2 separate regions of the Mus musculus genome follow, and region 2 is linked to region 1. Evidence: chromatin contacts called from public HiChIP or PLAC-seq data. All regions are on one chromosome and are shown on one strand. The core of a region is the stretch at or near the end of the contact, and the rest is flanking DNA. Distances in the headings are between cores, read along the strand shown.

Region 1 (7,461 bases), core at 120-2,619:
GATATAACTGTCTTTTGTGAGGCTATGCCAGTGCCTGGCAAGTACAGAAGTGGATGCTCATAGTCATCTATTGGATGGAACACAGGGCCCCCAATGAAGGAGCTAGACAAAATACCCAAGGAGCTAAAGCTGTCTGCAACCCTATAGGAGGAACAACAATATGAACAACCAGTACCCCCCCTCCCCCAGAGTTTGTGTCTCTAGTTGAATACGTAGCAGAATTAGTCCTAGTAGGCCATTAATGGGAGGAGAAGCTCTTGTTGTTGTGAAGATTTTATGCCCCAGTACAGGGGAATGCCAGGGCCAGGAAGCAGGAGTGGGTGGGTTGGGGAGCAGGGCCGGGGGAGGGTATAGGGGTCTTTCAGGATAGCATTTGAAATGTAAATGAAGAAAATATCTAAAAAAAAAAATAAACTGATAAGACATTTTAATTCTTTTCCAAAAGAACTAGGGATTGGGATCCTTATATAAGAGTTTCAAATGCTGGCTCAAAATAATTTCATGCTTTATCTCTAATGAAATAGATATTTGAAGTAAATTTTTCCATTGTGCTGTGAGATAGACAATTTGAAATTTGGAGTTCAAGCAAGTTTTTCATTACAACACTCAAGTAGAAAAGGAAACAATAATGGTGGGTGGCAGAAAGCAGAAATCAGTAAAAATCCTCCCCCAGTTCATAAATTTCTGTACTTCCCAGCACTCTAAATACTTTAAATATTCCTTTGTGAGCATCTACTCAAAGACTGAAGCCACACAGTTGAAGGTCTCAACTTCAGAATATTCTGGGAGGAAAGCTAAGAGACACAATTGCATAGGTTATTGGCGACTGGGATGCTGTCTTCATAATGGTCCAATTCAGTGTATATCTTTAAACTGTTAATACCAAGTTTGAGGGAAGAAATCTGCCTAGCATCAAAATAGCTCACTAACAAAGTTGTTATAAATTCTCAATTTTGATTGGATATAATGTGTAGCTTCCTGTTTCAGTTCTTGTTTTAAACGATCCAATTCTTCAATCCAGAAGTCAAAAATGTCAGTCGTCTTGTTGCTATTAAAATTGTAAAATCCCCTGCACCACTCTTTTAGAGGTCCCCACATGGGAAGATTCCAGGAACAGGAGGACCATGTTCTAAAGGAGAGCAATGGTGGTTTATGGCTTCAGCTCTAGCCTTTGATCACTTAGCACACCTTGCCTTGCTCTGAATTCCACAGATGGAGTTTTCCTGGGGAGTCTATGACTTTCCTGCTTATGCAGCTGAAATAAATCTTTTCTAAACCTAGCCATTTTGCTCCTCTACCCAGCTCTTTATTAACTGCAGGTTGGTAGTCAGGTTCAGAAGCTTTTTCTCAGCCATGTTCTGTGTGTGGAACTTCACTGCCCTCTTCTGGTAATATTACCCGAGACCCCCCTCCTTTAATGTGGTGATGCCAAGCTCCTAGGGGAATGGAAGATTCTGTTTGGATGCAAGAACTGCTAATAAGAGCCAGTAACAAGCTATGTTACATGGAGACTGCAAATCCATTTCAACATTTTCCATATGAACAGTTTCATATCGTGGAAAAAACAAGAGCAAATGCAGTGTGTGTGTGTGTGTGTGTGTGTGTGTGTGTGTGTGTTACATGTCTGTGTAGGTTTGTGTGTCTGTGTCTCTGTCTGTTGCCATCACACCTGTGGATTTCTAACTATGAGAGGGGAAACTTTAGAAAGCAAAAGGCCTATTAACCTGTTCTAGTTCATCGTTAATGATTAGTAAAAGCAAGCCTCTCTGAAATGCATCCCGATTGGCTTCAGCTCCAGATAGATCTTAATCTCTTCTTTCCATTCTACTTCATGTAACTCATTTCGCTGTAAATATCAATCAGGAAACAGTCTTTTTGATGCATTTCTTTTGAAACAGCGACCTATAGTCAAATGTACCCTAGTTTTCAGTTAGTACTAATTTTGATGGAGGTTGGTTTTTATCTGTAGTTATAGACCATACGATGTGGTATACTGGAAAACCTGGACAATACTTAGCAAGAAGCATAATAATATGTCCACCAACCTAACCATTAAGTGCACAGGTTACAGGTTATTAATGTGCCTCAAAAATCTGTAGGGGCTGCATGTATATTAAGGTAGAAGGATGCTTACCTTCTGGTACTGCTTGTCTACTTCTGTACTGTTCTCTACAGTAACATTTCTGCACACAATGAACGAAAACAAATATTCTTGACTCTTCCTTCAGCCACATGGCAAAACTCTGGGCAAAATGTAAACTTGAACCCTAATAAACCATGCTTTATTCTGACAAAAGAGGATATTTTCTTTTAAACAAAATTATTTAACTTGCAAAATGGGTTGTAGGTTTCTAGTTTTCCTTCCAAATATAATAATGTAACTCTATACTTTGATATTACTATAACGAACCAGACAATGAAGATGCATTCTCTGAATATTCAAATCGCTCTATATTAGTAAGTTTTGTGGGTTTAGATACATTTCACGAGTACTGCTTTATGATTAAGTCACAAACACCCCACTACATTTATGGGTTTCTAGATTTTTTAAATAAAATTTAATAATTGGATATAGTTGTTTACATTTTCATCTTCATGGCATACAACATGTTCGAGGAATCAGAATGATTAAGATATAATGCTCTGCCAGTTGTGGTGGCATACACTTTTAACCCCAAAAACCAGGTATAGGAGAAAATCTATTAGTTCCAGATCTACATAGCTATTATACAGCGAGGCTCTGTCTCAAACAAACAACAAAAATGAGAAAAATACAAAGACCACTTAGCTAAATGTATATAGCCAACTTTATTACTGATGAAATAGAAAACAAGACAATAGGATACTAGCATTTGAGTTAGATGACTTACGTGATCTCATAACATTCATTCTACCCTAAGATGAAACACTTGAAACATGGTGTATCATAATAAATATCCAGACACTACTGTCACATTAATATGTCATGGGACAAGGTATTGACTTATATGACTTGTCTAAAAGTTATATGTGTTCAGTTATATAACAGAGCAAAGATAGTTGTGGATTGTGTTTTATCTCCAAACCAAGGCATTCCACTCCAGGACAGTGTAGAAGATGTTGAAACTATATCCAGATACCACTGTCTTGTAATTAGGATGGACTTAGGAACTATGAATTACACAATTAGACAACCATGGCAGAATGAAATACTCCAGCATTCTTGGCTGTACAATGTTCTATATTCCACTGTGAAACCTGGAGGTCAGCCTCCATCGCCATCTTGAACCAGTGTTCACTGAGGCATTCAGAGTTGCTCAGTGTTTGTCCCACATTGAATTTTTGTCTCACTATTTAATGACATCTTGAAGGTGGCCTGTCTCATGAAGTCATGCTCCAGGGCATGGATATTGAAGGAGCTATGATTTACGAGGGGTGAAAGAAATGCAAAGAAAGGGGGCAATGTTCTTTTTCAGAACTCACTGAGGCCTTACTGGCCATAAGAAATTAGCTCTTAGTCAGAAATTAGTCAGAGGAGAGTCTAAAAGGCTCCTCAATATTTCCGGATGAGTAAATTGAAAAATGGGAAAATTTCTGAATCTCCACAAAGTTGTCAATATGAGGAAGAGAAATACAGATATCCCATTATTGTTACTCCAATAAAGGCAGCCTGTCTCAACTTACTCATCCAGAAATATAGAGGAGCCTTTTAGACTCTCCTCTGACTAGAAGAGGCATGGGAACAGCGAATGGTGATGACCTGTAAGATGTTTTCTGGGAAATAGATGATGTCATTCCATGTTTTAGTGGAAACTATAAGTCCACACTACAAGATAAACAAACAAACAAACAAACAAAACATTTGGCTACATCTGTCAATAGACTGTCTTTGGGCAGATGAGTCCCAGGAAAAGTCCAACGGGCTATTTGAGCCAATGTACAAAGAAAAGGCAAAGGAACAGATGATAGAAATGCATGTCTCTCTGGAGACGATTCAATTTCAACAAATGATAGACCAAAAGCAGTGGGGGAATGTGATATGGATGGCTTCTTAAGGTTCTCAGTTGAAGTTGAATCTGATTGAAGTTGGGACAGGCTGCAACACAAGTTGAAACAATTCTAAGTCTTCCTGTTACCAACACTGGTGGCTTGCAGACTATTAGGTCAAAAGGGATAGAGGAAGGTTGAGGAAAATCAGCTTCAACTGAAGTCTGCCTTTGCTCGTACCAGATGACAAGTCTGACTGACCACCTAAAGATAGTTACGAGTTCAATTGAATAACTTGACAGGAAAGATGCCAGGGTTTCATTGTTGGTATCTGAGGAAACCAAAGCTATGCAATCTAAGGTTGGCCTGTCATCTATACTCAAGCCAGCTGCATCCAAACTCAAACATAACTCTCAACAGTAGCTAAGAATAACTGCCTCAAAGAGAGCAAGAGTCCATGAGGAATTTGGGGATCTATTAGGCATAAAATGAGATGAGCAAGAAAAGCATGGCCACTTTAATCTTAAAAATGCAGGGATACTGGTCCTGCTCCAGTCTCACAAACTCATTCTAGACAATGACTAAAGAAAACATTCTATTCCACAAGTGAAAAGAACAACTTGTCAAAATTTGGTTTTCAATTTATCAAAGTTATAGTTTTTAGTTTTGCAACTTCATCTGTCTGATTTTAATTAGTCGAATTTTAATGCCTGTTTCTTCCCATATATTGAGGCTGGATTTGTTCATTTCTAGTTTCGTCATTTTTTTAACAATTCAAGGAGCCCTTTCCAGTTGTACAGTTTGGTGTTTTTTAATATTTATCACCTGAATTGCCCAGTCATCACCCGAATCTAGCATTGGTAAACTTTTATCACTTTTGAAGAAACCCTATTCAAATTGTGCTCATTTCTCCATTTTCTGTCATTTCTCCTATTACCAATTCCTAGTTCAAGGGATACACTAATCCACTTTTGTTAGTGGCTCCTTTTGCTTACTATACTTTGACGATCATCCATGTTTTAGTGCCTATTTCACTTGGTACATTACTTTTTTTAAGATTTTTTTTAATTATTATAAATAAGTACACTGTAGCTGTCTTCTCGTGTACCAGAAGAGGGCATCAGATCTCATCACAGGTGGCTTTGAGCTACAATGTGGTTGCTGAGAATTGAACTCACGACCTTTGAAAGAGCAGTCAATGCTCTTATAGGCTGAGCCATCTCTCCAGTCCCGGTACATCACTGTTTTGTGGTTGGAAATATTTCACACTGTACTTCTACCATTTTTTTTTTTTTGTCTATCTTTCTTGTACATGGTGGGCACTTGGCCATTTCTTTGGGAAAACTATGAATCATGCTGGTATAATCATTCCCACACAAGTCTTGCAAGAATTTGGGTGTATGCCTAAGAGTGAAAATATTTACTCACATGGTAATCCTGTTTAACTTTCTAAGGAAATGGTGAACAGTCTGTATTGCTTTATTGTACCAACTCCTGGGTAATAGTTCTAACAACCCACATCTTTCCCAACAGTCTGTCATAATCCTTTTTATTATTAACTTCCTATAGGGCCTTAAATGAAATTTTGAAGAAAATTTTCATCTTAGCCATTCTGATTGTTTTAAGGTAGAATCTCAGGGTCATTTTGGTTTGCATTTCCCTGCATTTATTTGATTTACTTGATTGCATTTCTGAAGACTGACAAGTTAGGCATATATCTACAAGGTGATTCGTGCTATAGGTAACATTTTGGGGGACATATCCAGTAAGACTCCTTTTCAAATACTTATCACCTATACAGTTCTTAGTTACTAAGCTGCAAATATGTATTATTTTAGATGTTAATACCTGACCAGAGTTACAGTTTGCAGATACTTTTTTCTATTTTTTGGTTGTCTCCTTTTTATTTTATTTATAAAGTTATTTGCAATGAAATTCACATTTTCTGCACTTGTCTAACTACACAGCACCATTTGTTAAAATCAAGTTACTCCCAATGTATCCTCACAGTTTGCTTGTAGATGATTAGGTGAACTCATGGTTGATTTTTTTTAACTCTTTTTTTTTAATTAGACATTTTCTTTATTTACATTTCAAATGTTATCCCCTTTCCTAGTTTCCCTTTCAAAAATCCCCTATCCCTTCTCCCCTGCTCTCCAACCCACCCATTCTCACTTCCTGGCCCTGGCATTTCCCTCTACTGGGGCATAGAGCCTTCACAGGACTAAGGGCCTCTCCTCCCATTGATGGCCAACTAGGCCCTTCTCTGCTACATATGCAGCTAGAGCCATGAGTTCCACTATGCGCTTTTTTTTGATTGGTGGTTTAGTCCAAGGGAGCTCTGAGAGTACTGGCTAGTTCATATTGTTGTTCCTCCTATGGGGCTGCAAACCCCTTCAGCTACTTGGGTACTTTGTCTAGTTCTTTCATTGGGGACCCTGTGCTTCATGCAGTGGATGGCTGTGAGTATCCAGTTCTGTATTTGTCAGGCACTAGCAGAGCCTCTCAGGAGACAGCTTTATCAGGCTCCTGTCAGCTAGCTCTTGTTGGCATCCGTAATAGTGACTAGGTTTGGTGTTTGTTTATGCAATAGATTCCCAGGGGGCGGGGGGCAGTCTCTGGATGGTCATTCCTTCAGTCTCTGCTCCGAACTTTTACTCTGTAACTCCTTCCATGCTTTCATGGGTATTTTGTTCTCCCTTCTAAGAAGGATCAAAGTATACACACTTTCATCTTCCTTCTTCTTGAGTTTCATGTATTTTGCAAATTATATCTTGGGTATTCTGAGCTTCTGGGCTAATATCCACTTAGCAGTGAGTGCATATCATGTGTGTTCTTTTGTGATTGGGTTATCTCACTCAGGATGATATCTTCCAGATCCATCCGTTTGTCCAAGAAATACATAAATTTGTATTGATTCACAACTCTATTTCCAAATAATGCATCAAGACAAAAATAAAATCAGGAATTAAAGACTTTCTAGAACTGAATGAAAATGAATACATAACATACTAATACTTTCAGAACACAATTAAAGCACTACTAGAGTAAATTTTATAGCACTAAGTGCCTACATAAAAGTATTAAGGAGATCTCAGTATACCAGTACACTTAATAGTATACCAGAAATTACTAGAACACAAAGAAGGAAGCACATCAAGAGGGGTAGACAACAAGAAATAACCAAATTGAGGACTGAAATCAATATACAAGCAAATAGAATAATACAATGAATCAATGAAACAAAGATTTATTTTTGAGAAAATCAACAAGATAAACAAGCACTAATCCAACCTAGCTTTAAAGAAGAGAGAGGGAATATCCAAACTAAGGACATTAGAAACTAAAAGGGAACACAACAATGTAAACATAGGAAATTCAGAGGAAATTCTAAACCTGTGTTAAAAAACACAAACCAATTTTTTAATATTTCTTTTATAAATATAAACAAAAAACAACATCCAAACTTGCAAACTACATTGAAGAACACAAAAA
Region 2 (7,210 bases), core at 4,064-6,563, 150 kb before region 1:
GGCTTTCTCTAGCCTATGTTTTCCAAAAAACTGTTGTGAAGTACTAAGCCTCACTTGTGGATGGATCTGCCAGACTCACACATTTTCCACCCATGGCAACCATTTTCTTTATTTTACTTACATTTCTTTACTTTACATGCAGTAAGGACCCATATGAATGATGTGAAAATGACTCTAGATGTGTGAGATCTTGGAGACAATGGAACAATAGGACTCTCTTAAGTTTGCTATTAAATACACTGGATGATATTTAAAAAGAGGTGGATGCAGATGTCCTTTAGTTATTCATTGTCCTCTATTCTCTGTCTCTCTGTTTGTGTGTGTGCACTCACATGCCACTGTACACATGTGGAAGTAAGGGAACAACCTTCCAGGTCAGAGTTCTTTCAGTCCACTATGAGTGCCTTTTAAATGGAACTCAGTTCATCATGTTTGGCAGCATATTCCTGTATCCATAATCCATCTCACTTGCCTTTTCCTATAAAAAAAAAAAAAGTGTTCATTTGTAGACGTTATTTTTGTCTCATATCACAGCTTTTAGCCTCCTGCTTTTCTATTGAAGCATTTTGGGGAGATGGCAATTTCTTCCTTAATAAGCTATCAACCAGGCTCATGTGATTACAATGAACATGCCTGTTTCCAGGGTCTTTTCCACCCTAAGGAGTCTCCTGTTGTCTCTCCACTGCTCACTGTACAGGTCATTGCTCCTTTACTAACTCTCTTTTATCTTTCTGATTACATAAAGAATTTAGTGACGATTAATAAATAGACCAGAGGCTAACATCTGATGCACTGATATACAGTCTTCCATTTCAGCCTCACGTTCTGCAAGCTGCTCTCCCAGGGATAGCTGGCTCTCCTTTACAGTGTGTATTTTTTTAGTTTCACACAATGCTGCCCATTGTTCCTCAGGGAGTGGCACCCAGGTGACTCCAGGTTAAAAAAAAAAAAGAAAGAAAGAAAAAACACCCTACCTCCTTGACAGGTTAGACAAAATTATTGTACTTAGATTTATAGATTGTGTAGATTTCTTTCATTTGTCAGTATTAATGTCACAAAAGGTCCATGGGATTTATTGAAATGACCCCCTTGAGCTTTTTAAAGATAAAATACTCAAAGATGTCAAACATTGTTTTAGGTGGTTGTTATGTAGAGACCAGCATTGTTAGTGAACTTAGAGGAGGGAATTAGGGAAGGGGTGAGCAAGTAGACTGCAGTCAGAAGGGAGCCTTGTGAAGAGAGTAAAAACAGATGTGACTTGTAGCTGAGATTCTTCAACTTAACATCATCCTTAGACACTGATTCATTTGTATATCGTGTAATATTTATTATTGATTACTAGTAAGAGTCTCATTTACCTTAAACGTTTCCTAAACAGTGTATGTGAGAGGGATTTGTGTAAAACCTACTGGAATCTGAGGGGATGTGTGGAGTACAATTATTCCCATATCAATTTCCTGGCTTTGACAATGGGTGGTGTTTGTATGAGATGCTATGGGGTGAAGGTAGGCATATTATGTTCACAGGTATTCTACTGTATGGCATCTTCAAGTTAGTCTTAACTTATTGTAAATTTGAAGAGTATTTAAAACACCAGAAAATATATAAACTTTCATTTTTCGCATTAGATATTTAAAAGTTCTTCAAAAACAAAATTATCAAGGTGGACAATCGTTAGAAACCCTGAGCAAGAAAAAATGATGAAAAACAGAAAAAGGACACCTTCCTTTTAATTTATCTTTCCAGTGTGTTACATTTCATAAAGGACTCCTTGCATTTCATTAACTATTGCCATTCAGGTAAACGGTACCATATTTGACAAATGAGTAATGAAGAGTTAGTCCTCCTAATCAAAAGCATGCTTTAATGTTTTTGATCTGAGCATCAATTTTTTTTATTGTGGCTCAAAACATAGTTTTCTGGCTTTTTGTGAATTCTGCGATAGAGCAAGCCTTCTGTTTGCCAGTCTTTCCTCAGAGCGCTTGTTATGTATCTAAAGGGTTTGTCAAAGGTGGCAGAATCAGTGAGTAAAATACTTTTGAATAAAGTGACAATTGTCGATCTTCACTCAGCGTACCCAAATGTTTTGTCACAAATTCATTAGCAAAGCATGTTTGTGAGTATTGAATCTTTTCCTTATTTCTGAAAAATATCAAAATCTGATAGAGACCAGAACTTTCTCTATTTTCCCTGAATTGTGGACTCCTTGAATTTCATACAACACACAAACTCAATAATCATAGTCACATAAACAAAAACACCCATTCTTTTGTCATTAGATGAAAATAGTGAATGATGAAATTGTATTCCAATCGACAAAACTAGCACCAGGCATGAGAAACCTCTTCTAATGCTGTTGATCATGGAGTCCAAGAGAGTATTAAAACAAACTCTGCAAACTGCCAAAGTTGGGAAACGATTGATAGTCCTGCCTCGCTGCGACGCTTATGAACCAAGGTGATAAGCAACACTGTAAGATACTCTTAAAGGTGGCACAGTGGCATTCAATTCTTGACATTAATGAACAGCTATGTAATTGGACTCAGGGCTGGTGAACAGGAGGGAAATCACGCTTGGAAGTGGAAACCTTGCCAACTAACTGGGAACTAGTGAGGTCATAAATCTTAGAGGAGAACCTATTACTGCTACTTCACTAGAACAGCATGACTCTTAACTGCTTTATAAATATTAAGCTCTCTACCATAGGTAAGTGTAGCTCAGACTCATCATCAAAGAACTTTATTGTTGCATCAGGGGGACACCTTTACAGAAAATGATACCCCCTAAAATGCAGACAGCAACTGATTGTGGGGTAAACTCTGGTGCATACACTTGCAGCGTCACTACTGCTCTATGGCTCAGGGAACACTGAACAATGGGACAGAAGGAATCCAAGAGCCAGAGAAGCAGGAAGTCTGCTACAAGATTATCTCCTAGAAATGATAGAAAAGCTACACCCACTAAACTTCAATAGCATGACTGCCTAAACTAAACCCAAACTATGACAAAATTAATAGATATACTAATATGTAAGGCTAATTCTCAAGGATCCCCCACACCTAGATAAAGACCTACAGGCAATAGTAGAAGATTTATTTTTTGTGAAGAGTGAGACCCCTAAGTGCTTATGCAATACCAAATGCCAAGTCCAGGAATCATATGCATACAAGTAACAGTAAATGAGCTAGGTAGGTTGTTTTTACATATTTATGCATTAGTAAATATTTATCATAATCAAAGAAAAAGAGATCATAAATTTGAGAGAGGTAAGGGTCCATGTGTAACATTGGCAGAACAGGACATAAGGAAGTGATAGAAAGAGGGAAGAAAGATGATATAATTATACTTGAATTAAAATAAAAAGATATTATGGGGAAAAAACATACACAAAGGGCTGCAGCAAAGTCTCCGTCATTAAGGTGATTGCAGTGCAAGCAGGGAGCACTGGTTTTATATACCCAGCACAGAAATTAAAAATAAAGAAGGCAAATTCACATCTCTGAGGACACAGATCCAGTAGGATCCCTACAGCTCACTCTCCAATCTGCCTAGTCTAGTCAGTGAACAATTCACTTCAGTGACGGACACTGTCTCAAAACAAGTAAGGTGGCAGAGGGTTGAAGGAAAGTACCTGGCACCAATGTCTAACCTGTGTAACCTTTGTGCTCTGACCTATATATGCAAATATACATACATACATACCTGCATACATACACCACTGATATGAACAAATGATGTGAAGGTCAAACACAATCCCCTGCATTTTTATATTACCTTTATACCTCATCAAAATTCTTTGATACGTAGCTATATCAGCATTAGAAATTGTCGTTTCTTCCCTTATACTTAGTTTCATGTTTTCACAGTACCCTGTCACATGACCTTGTGTTTTAAAAGTTTGGTGGTTAATAATGCTGCTTTTGGGGATGGGGAGATTGCAAAAACTTTAGGGCGTGTGGCTTAGGTGAAGGTAGAATGTCACTGGGGGCCAGTCTACAAGGTGTTATTACCCCTGTCCTTATCCTTCCTTACCTTCTGTTTTTCTGGCTGAGTATGACATCAGCAGCTGTCACATTACGAATGCTCCAACAGCCATGACAGTCTGTCCAATCATGAGAAACCAAGTGTCCATGGACTGACTAAACCCTGTAGAACTGTGAGCAAAAAAATAATAATCTTTTCTCTCTTAAGGCTGCCAGGAGTTTGATCTCAGAAACAAAATGCAGCTAACATCCATTCCTTTTTTGCAATAATCTACTAAATGCCACCTTAGACCATGTTCTGATTAGTTTTAGAAACTGAAATTGTTAGTTCAGAAACTAAACCAATTGGAGAGATGGCATCCTACAAGCTTCTCTAAAATCTATGGATAAGATTTTTTTTCTCCTCTGATATTTTGTTATAATATTTAGCAGTTTTGCAGGGTTCTGTTCGTCTATCTTCTATTTATGGTGCATCCACAAATATGTCTTTAGTATGATTGTTTCGTTGATGCTGTTGCATTGATTGGGCATTTAGTCTGTACTTGTCAAATATTCACTTTACAACTGAACTACACTAAAAAGCCCTACGTTCACATGGACATCTTGTGCACACAGTATGCATTTTATGAAGCCTCAAAAATGACTTGATCATGGCTCCAAGCTTATCCCATAACTAATTTATAATCTTGTCACATTTTAAAGAAGTTAGTTGGCATCAAACTGTACATTTGTCTACTTCAAAATTATAATGCATGGCCCAATCTAAGAACATTGGCGTTATTTTGTGTTTATGTAGTAGTTGCAAACTACTTCTTCTAAAAATATAGTGTTTAATTTAAATATATTTATCCTCCACTATAACACTTATAGGAACTAGGAAGACCACTTGAATTATGACATAGATAAAATTAGGTAGAGTATAATTTGCCATTTTCCACACAACTGGACAAATGCTGGAATCCATAAAATGATTCGTTGCTCTCCAGCTTTGTGGCTCTACTGCTGGGCTGTGGGCATGGGGAGCAGGCTCATGATAAATGTCTGTGCATTAGAACAATGGGGCCGCTCTTTGGCAACACAAGCCACAGACCAAACATTCCTAATTAAGATGTTGTCATTTTACCTAGGGGAAAAGCTTTGGCCAGATTCCAGCATGCCCATAAATAAGAGAGAGTGCCAGAAATATGAGAAAGAATAGTTTCAAGCAAAAGTATCCTTACATGAGTAAGGGCATAATTCAGCCAACTACCAAAACTGATTTATAGGTTCACAGTAGAGAGCGTATTGGTTATGGAGCTCTTTGTGCAGGTGCACCTCCTGCTGGCCACACAGGAAATTACATGCGGAAAGCTAACACCTGCTCATCTGTTCATATATGATAGCCAATTCGTTTCTCTTTCGAAGGAGAAAATTTCTCACTCTAATTTTGCTCATGAACATATAGTATTATTTTTAAATGCCAATGTCTGAAACATTCATACACACACACACACACACTTCATCCCATCTGATTCCAAATTTTACTGTTGTTTAGGAAAATGTGCACTTCCTTAAGAAAAAAAAGAACATTTTTTTCCCCTCAGTATCAAGTGCATTGTAATTTGGTTTGTATTTCTCGAAGACACGGTTGCACTGCATTCCTCTCCTGATATACCTATGTATGCCCTTCCTTGTTTGCTGCATCTTTTCTTCATGTGTTCCCTTTTTAATCAGTTAATATTCTCAAAAAAAAAAAAAAATCAAGAAACAAAACAAAACCTCACTAATATGAAATATGCAGCAGCTACATGACCTGGACTTTTTTTCTTCTCCAGAAGAGTATCTCCATCTTTTTACATCTTTTATGGAATGGAGCAAGTTGACCCAGCATCTGAGAATTCATGACAGTAAAAGAGCACCCATGCCTCTTTCTTTTATGAGCACAATCTCGCAGATGTCTTCACACTAAAGACAGTTCCCAGGAATCTGCAGCTGGAGGGAAAAATGCTAAATTACCTCAAACTGACATCTTGATCATGTTTTTGAGATCTCTATAATGTCGCAATGTTACTACAGTGGGAAACTCTCTGCAGGAAGAAGCCAGTGCCTTTTGTGCAGTCACTGACAGGGAACCGCTTGTAGCTAATTACTTCTTTACAGATAAACTGCTAGAAAGGTGATTTTTACTGGGATTGCCTCAGTGTTTCTAACAGTCACAGAACTCTGGGCTCTCAGGAAGTCAACTGAGAGATTATCAGCTCGGGGACAGAGCCTCGGTTGCAGGTACATCACATTTTTTTGCAACGAACATGAACAGCTTTAAGCCTTTCTTCTCCTTATTCTTCTGCAGGCTAACACAGTCCCCAGTGTGGCTTTTAGCTGTTCCATCCTGGTTTATTTCCCCACCATGCTTCTAAGGGGATGCTGAAAGCAACAGCTACGCAGCTGTACCTGATCCCTGGCACGGAGTCCACAGCCCCTCAGCTTCCTTCGCTGCTTCTGCTCTCTTTCTCTGCAGGGGATTGACTGAAATAGGAAAGCCTTCATTTTTATTAGTGACTCTCTTTTTTGCTTTTAAAAAATACAGTTCTTTTTACGATGCACAGTACTTATTCACTTTAATTTGCCTCCTATAAAATGATAAAATGCATTAAGCTGCCCTGTCCTCTTTGTTGTTTGAGCCATAGCATTGCTTAGGTTTCATGTGGCAGTTTTGTGGCATTTATGATGGAACAGGAAAATATTAATTATAATGAGGAGAGAGATAAGTTATGATAGTTACAGCATCTTGGCATTTATTTTCCTGGAGCTTATGTCTGAAAGTGTTCCAAAACATAAAATCTTGCAGTTCAAGGAATGGAAATCTCTCTTGTTTCCACTGAGTTGGTGTAAGATATTAAATGTAAAATTTCAGATGAAATGTGGCACTCTCTTTTGATCTCTATAGAAAAACTGAAATCTATTTATATCTCTTTTATACATATGGGTTGCCAGTGTCTCTACAATGGGACAATATCTTTAAAGATATTTGAAGGGATTTTTATAGTTATTCAGGATAAAATAGTTTCCATAATATCCACAAAAACTACAGTATTATGACTTTAGCTATTAAATGTGGATCGGGCTTGGCTTTGACCTAGGACTCCACATATTTAGCAACTGTCTTAGTATTTTTCTGTTATTATAGAAGGATAATTTATCGTGAGTAATATATAAAGTTGAAGTTTTCACATATAGCTCTGTATTTC

What was found. HiChIP or PLAC-seq counts read pairs in DNA pulled down with a chosen protein or histone mark.
Region 2: a contact with region 1 is called in a CTCF HiChIP or PLAC-seq map of pro-B cells, with 2.9 times the contacts expected there. The contact joins two enhancer-like sites. A contact is called at or near these places in 1 of 15 datasets of contacts at CTCF or cohesin (pro-B cells) and 3 of 484 Hi-C or Micro-C datasets (the G1E-ER4 cell line, large pre-B cells and uterus).

The regions. Positions count from the first base shown.
Region 1 is chr12:93,000,954-93,008,414 of GRCm38.p6, reverse strand. No RefSeq gene overlaps it. Among named protein-coding and RNA genes, the nearest start is that of Gm40892, 110 kb to the right of the region's middle. Within about 2 kb of position 1,369, at least 4 of the 459 cell types and tissues checked have an H3K27ac peak or open chromatin away from gene starts, as enhancers often do. A contact at or near this core is called in pro-B cells, where this site is marked.
Region 2 is chr12:93,150,889-93,158,098 of GRCm38.p6, reverse strand. No RefSeq gene overlaps it. Among named protein-coding and RNA genes, the nearest start is that of Gm34869, 56 kb to the left of the region's middle. Within about 2 kb of position 5,313, at least 4 of the 459 cell types and tissues checked have an H3K27ac peak or open chromatin away from gene starts, as enhancers often do. A contact at or near this core is called in pro-B cells, where this site is marked.